Linked DNA regions of Mus musculus: region 1 is linked to region 2. Evidence: chromatin contacts called from public promoter capture Hi-C data. All regions are on one chromosome and are shown on one strand. Each heading gives the region's core, a stretch centred on a gene start, on an enhancer-like site or on the middle of the called end of the contact. The rest is flanking DNA. Distances are from core to core; before and after follow the strand shown.

Region 1 (3,337 bases), core at 456-2,955, 94 kb after region 2:
GGGGGGGGGATATTATATTGTATAGCAAAGTAAATGTCATCTCTCCAAATAAAACTCTGGTTTGTTTTACAGCCTCAAGTCTAAAAGCTAACGTCTTCTGCTCTTCCTTTAACCAGGGTTTTTTTGTTTGTTTGTTTGTTTGTCTTTTGCCTTTTTCAATTTTCAGGGGTTTTTTGTTTTTCTTTTTAACTCATCAATGTGTGTGATTGTGTAGGTGTGAGCATCGCAGCACGGGTGTGGAGGTCAGAGGTTAACCGTACAGCCGTTCTCTCCTTCCACCTTTACAGGGATCTACCTCAGGTAGTCAGGCTTGAGCAGAAAGCACCTTTACCACCTAAAGCCATCTCACTGGCCAATAACCAGGAAATTAAAAACAGATATTTTCCCCAAAAGATTATTTTATGCCAAGTAAAACAAGGGACTTGTGCCCTACAGAAACAGAATGCATAATTCATACTGTAAAAGCCTTAACTGAAAATTATTTAAACATCAAAGTAATCTGCCAACAGACTGATCACAAAGTGCAAGTTTGCTACAATTTAGTTGGGTGGAAAGAATGAACGTAACTCTACATTTTGGAAAACATGACTGTTTTGATATTGCAGACTGGTATGCTCTATCGACTAAACTTGCACAACTTTCCATCATCAGCATTTTTAAACATTGCCTATAAATCATACTGAATAAAACATGTAACTTTTTTGTTTAAAGATTTTAATAAACCTACAAGGACACGCCCTAAATAATATACTTAAATCAGATTTTAAGTCTCCACCCATTTCCAATTACTCCAGAGAGAAGGAGGGGGGAGGGGAAGAGAGAGAGGTAGTCATTTTAGGAAGATTCAGGAAAAAGAAGTACAGCCAGATCTGCATGCCGGCATGAAGGCCTAAGGATGATTTTAATGGAATGAGTTTTTGTTCATCACACTATAATTAGGCGTACTTAAATGTAGGAAAAGAAAAATGATTTTTTTAAAAATTACGACTATTACTCCATGAGTTCAGTCTAAATATGAATGATTTCAAATTCACGAATCCGCATATTTAAAAAAAAAATCTGTAAGCAGACATGTCAAATTTACAACAGTAAATAGCACGAATGGGACGGGGCACACGCAGAGAGGAAGAGCCTCAACGCCGACTTTATTCGAACCGTGTTCCGTTAACAACGTAGTGGAAGGACTAGAAACCACACATCAAACTGGTTGGTTTTTTTGCGGCGTTCCGGAAGTCCACAAATTTGCAAAAAAGTTAGCACCATTACTGTCCTTTTGTCTGCTTTATGCTGCCACCCAGGTGGCGGGGAGCGACAGCTGAGAAGCAGCACCGCACTCTCCCCAACCGCGAACAAAGCCATGCGGGGCGGCAGGGGTCCGCGGGCCGGCCCGGGACCAGAAGGGGCAGCGCCGGGTCCCCGCTCCCAGGCCCCCGCCGCCCGCGGGCCGCCGCGCACCGCCAACCGCCGCCGAGCAACGGCCACCCGCCCTGCCCGCCCCGCCCGCTCGCGCCGGCCCAGCCCACCTGTTGGTCGCACTCGGGGCACGATTTGGTGGCCATCTTCACTTTCTTGGCTCGAGTTGCAGACATGCTCCCCTCCTGAGCAGCGGTGGAAGCAGCGCCGTGCCTCCGCTGCTCCACACAGCGCGTCCTCACTCCAGCCGCGACCCAGCCGTGGAGGCGCGCGTGCGCGTGCGCGGGGCTGCGTGCGGGTTGGAGGAGGGGGGCGCCGCGGCCCTTCCAGGGAAGTCCCATCGCCACGCCCTCTAAGGCGGTGGACCGCTCGGGGGCGTGGCTCCGACGAGACTCCACCAACCAACGCACAGGTGGGCCGAGCCCTGGTGCTGGGCACGCCCCCTCGTCGGCCCCAGAACCAGAGCCTGAAATGGTTACTGGCAACGGAAAACCTCTCTGCAAATGTCAGCAATGCTAATCCGAGAGAAATTATAATAGACACTCGATGAAACCCCTAGGCTTCCAGCGTCAGGGGTATAAACTTCACTATTCATTAAATAATTGCCTACGATCCACTATTAAGCACACCGAATAAGAAATGTCTGCCTTCAAGGAACAGTCTACAAGGCTTTGTTTTTGGAGGGGGTGGAGAGGTTGGTCTGGTTTCATCTTGTGTATCACTGATACTGAGTAGTTTAAAATTAAAAGCAAATTATTTGAAAAGTGAAACAAAATGCTGTGCACTCCTATCATCCCAGCTTTCACTGCTCTTGTTCAGATCTACAGTGAGAGAGCAGAGAGATATTTTTAAACTGTAGTTTGATGAAGAAAGGAGCATGAGCTGGGTATAAAGTTGCAGAAAAGGGAGGGGTAACACACAGAGCATCTGCCATTGTTAAAGAGACTCCTCATACTCTGTACTATAGGAAAGGTATCTCAGGACAAAGACACTACCTGTCCAAAAAAAAAAAATCTAAACGTGTGAAAATGTAAAGTCAGTTAAAAGAAGTGTGTGTGTGAATAGAGTCCTTAACACAAGGGTTCCCCAATCCCAAATAACCCCCTAAGGAAGTCTCCAGGATCAGCCTTGAAGGGACACAAAACTTCTGCCACTTTGGATCAAAGGGAGCAGATGACATCTGGAGCTGACAGCATTATCTTGGGCTACTGGTCTTGCAAGTAAGAGAAATGTAATGTTCACTGCCTGGACACACACACGACCTTTACTCTCTCAAGAGGGCACACTAAGCCCGGTGTGGTGTCTGCACGCTTTTAATCCCAGCACTCAGGAGGCAGAGGCAGTCGGATTTCTGAGTTCGAGGCCAGCATGGTCTACAAAGTGAGTTCCAGGACAGCCAGAGCTATACAGAGAAACCCTATCTAAAAAAAAAGAAAAAAAGAAAGAAAAGAGGGCACACTAGGGAGATGGATCACAGGAAGAAAGAAAGTGGGCTTAGAGTTAGTGATTTTTCTGTATCAGCTGGGGTCAGAACTCACAGTCCTGTTTGATTGCCAAGTTGGAAAAGAATTGACACACGAATGTGGGTGGAGGGCAGGGAATTACTGTTCCATGCCACTAAATTCCTGGAACAAGACAGAGGCCTTTTGTGTAAACAAAGTCTCTCAAAGTCTCTCTCTCTCTCTCTCTCTCTCTGCATATGTGTGTAACATTTGTGCAAAAGTTTTATGTATTCTGGCAGATTAAAAAAATGAATTTCTTGTCAAGATTCATGGCATTCCATTAAAATTTGATTATTTAAAAAGAGAGAGGTGTAAGTATGAGGGGCCACCAAGCCTTGTACTACAAGCTGCAGAGACCAGGCATGCATGGCAGGATCAGATTTCCTGCAAGGCGGCACCAAAAGACTATTTTCAAAAGCTGT
Region 2 (2,970 bases), core at 313-2,812:
ACACATACATATAAGAGAGGGAGAAAATATAGCATGCATTGACTAGAATGTAGAGAATTCAGATCCTTTGTGCAGTGTAAGTGAAATGGAGCAGACGCTGCTGAAATCATTAAGGTGAGCAGGGTGTGGTGTCTGAAACTGTAATTCCAATACTCAGGAGGCTGACACAGCAGGACTGAGGTGAGTCGGAGACCAGGATAAGTTACAGGATGAGTTTAGACAAGCTTGAGTAACAGCCTCTGTCTCAACAAAACAAAATCCAGAGAGGTGACTAATAAAACATAATTATGTAATCCAGCGATGTTTTGAGCACATAGTCAAGAAAATGAAAAGTAGCACACTCCAGGAGAAGCTCTGTGCTTTGCTGTGCCCTGTTTTCACACCTGTGACCCGAGAGTGGGATTCCTTCCACCTCAAGTAGAAATTCCTTGAAATCAGCTCCACTCCCTAATGCTGGGGCTGGCCATGGGAGTTGCTTTGCTAATAGAATGAGAGTAAGATTTCACTGGGCCAATGCCAAGCTAGGCCATAACTGTTCCTGTGTCACTGCCACAAGAAGAGAATGAGAGACACGGTGCACATCTGACGTCACTGAGGGCTGGAGAGATAGCTCATTGGTTAAGACCCAGGTCCAAGGCCAGGTGTGGTGGCACACACTTTTAAACACAATACAAGGGAGGGAGAGGCAGGCAGATCTTTGTGAGTTTGAGGGCAGCCTGGTCTACAAATCCAGTACCAAGACAGTCATGGATACACAGAGAAACCCTGTCTCAAACAAATAAACAAACAAACAAAAAAAACTCTAAAAAAACAAAACAAAAGGCACGGGTTCAATTCTCAGAATTCATATGGCGGCTCACGACCATTATAACTCCAGTGCCAGGGAATTCAATACCTTCTTCTGGCCTCTATGGGCACTGTACACATGTGCACAAATATACATACAGGCCAAATGTGTGTGTGTGTGTATTAAAACTAACTAGCTCAATGATCTCAAATAGTGGTCTATAGGTAAATGTTCACAAATAGCTGTCTAGACTTTTTTTTAAAGACTTGATCTGCAGTAATTGCCAAGTTGTGTGATCAAAATACTGATCTTCCCAGGCTAGTGTCAAGGGTCCATCATGAAGTTACTGGGTGATGAGATTCGGTGGCCTATCACATAACACTCAAACTTTTGAGCCTAGCATTCAGGATTCTTCTTTAGTAATCTCATCTTATACTGTGCTCTCCCTAGATCAGTCTGCTCACACTCACTGGCTCTCAGGCCATAGCTAATGCCATCTCCCATGATACCCCTCTACAGCTCCTGTTCATACTGGCTCCTGCTCTCAGAAGAGCTCTAAAGCTAACTGGGTTCCTCAATTTGTAAAAACTGGAAACTATCACAAGTCAATCCTGTATCCCCACTGTCGCCCTCTTCTGAGCTGGTAAACATTCACTCTACCTGCTCATGACAGATCCGGTCCACAAGAAGCGTCCCTCATGCCAGGAGCTTCTAGTGGTTGCTTCTTGCTCTGAATTCAGTGTGTCCTGTAAGTGGTCATATGACAACTGCACACCTGGCACTCAAGTGTGTTCTGCAAATCTTGTATGTGCATTCCATCCAGCACAATTATTATACAAAATGATACAAGTGTTAGACCACAAGGATCTCAAAAAGGGGATTTTAGGGTGCCAAAAATTATTTAGCTATTGTGATGGTTTGTATATCCTTGGATCAGGCAGTGGCACCATCTGGAGGTGTGGCCTTGTTGGAATGGGAGTGTCACTGTGGGTGTGGGCATAAGATCCTCACCCTAGTTGCCTGGAAGTCAGTCTTCCACTAGCAGCCTTTGGATGAAGATGTAGAACTCTCAGCTCTGACTGTGCCTTGCCTGCCTGGATACTGCCATGCTCCCACCTTGACGATACTGGACTGAACCTCTGAATCTGTAAGCCAGCCCCAATTAAATGTTGTCCTTTATAAGACTTGCCTTGGTCATGGTGTCTGTTCACAGCAGTAAAACCCTAACTAAGACAGCTATTATGGGTTTGCAAAGGGCCAGAGGACAAACACAGCTGCACTCCATGGAGAGGAGGACACAGTGAGTGTGCAAAAGGGTCTAAAAAGGCCTGCTGGGGGCAGATGGTGATGAGAACTAGGTTGGAAAGCAGCAGTCTCTTGTATAAGACACACATATGTGCAAAATAATCCCAAGTTTAGAAAACATTATTTAGGAAACAGTGAAGCAGGTTTCCGACATCATTGATTGTGGTTTTTCAAGTGTGTGGGTAGAGGGCTTATATTGCTCACTGAAGGTGGTGGGGTGGCAAATTTCTGTTATAGCAACAGCACGGAGGTGATGAAATATGCCTTTCACTCCTGCAAATAGGTAACATTTCAGCCCATGGAGGCGCAACCCCAAAAGACTGCCACTGTCATTTAGGATGCTTCCTGAAAGCAGGGACAGAAGCCAGAAGCTGACCTGGCAAGGAGTTCAGCTGCTGTGTGAGTGATGGGGGAAGGGCAGGATACTCAGAGCATCACAGACAGCTCCTTGTGGGAAGCAGCCATCAAGACTACAGAAAATATGACCACAGAGGCACACACACATAATCCTAGCACTCAGGGGGCTGAAGAAGGAAGATCAAAGTCTGAGGCCAGCCAAGCGCTACATAATGAGATCTTGTCTGAAAAACAAACAATGAACAAAGCTAGGTGGTGGCACATGCTGCAATCCCAGCATGCGGAGGCAGAGGAAAGAAGACCAAGATTTAATGGTCAAAGTCAGCCTCACTGCAGAGCAAGTGTGAAGCCAGCTGAAACTTGCTCCCCCACCCCACCCCCCCAAAAAAAAACAAGAATGAAGAAAGGGAGGGGCTAAGCTGTTGCAGGATTTTCCCTGTCCAATCACATAGGGCAGCAGGAGGCCTGTATTTGGACAGGGAAAAGGGAGGCAGCACTAAGAGTTACAGAGTCAGAGAGCA

What was found. Promoter capture Hi-C pulls out the DNA fragments that hold promoters and counts their contacts.
Region 1: a contact with region 2 is called in a promoter capture Hi-C map of cranial neural crest. The contact joins the promoter of 4921524J17Rik here to the enhancer-like site in region 2. A contact is called at or near these places in 7 of 39 promoter capture datasets (cranial neural crest, embryonic stem cells, frontonasal cranial neural crest and 4 more), 3 of 115 datasets of contacts at active chromatin or transcription factors (embryonic stem cells and extraembryonic endoderm stem cells) and 1 of 9 other capture datasets (pancreatic islet).

The regions. Positions count from the first base shown.
Region 1 is chr8:85,431,136-85,434,472 of GRCm38.p6, forward strand. It overlaps 4921524J17Rik (RIKEN cDNA 4921524J17 gene), which reads right to left and starts at 1,706. Exons shown (of 4, transcript NM_025722.3): 1 at 1,524-1,706. The coding sequence starts at 1,589.
Region 2 is chr8:85,337,474-85,340,443 of GRCm38.p6, forward strand. The region is part of intron 9 of Mylk3 (myosin light chain kinase 3); the gene reads right to left. Among named protein-coding and RNA genes, the nearest start is that of Gm22336, 24 kb to the left of the region's middle. Within about 2 kb of position 1,563, at least 11 of the 459 cell types and tissues checked have an H3K27ac peak or open chromatin away from gene starts, as enhancers often do.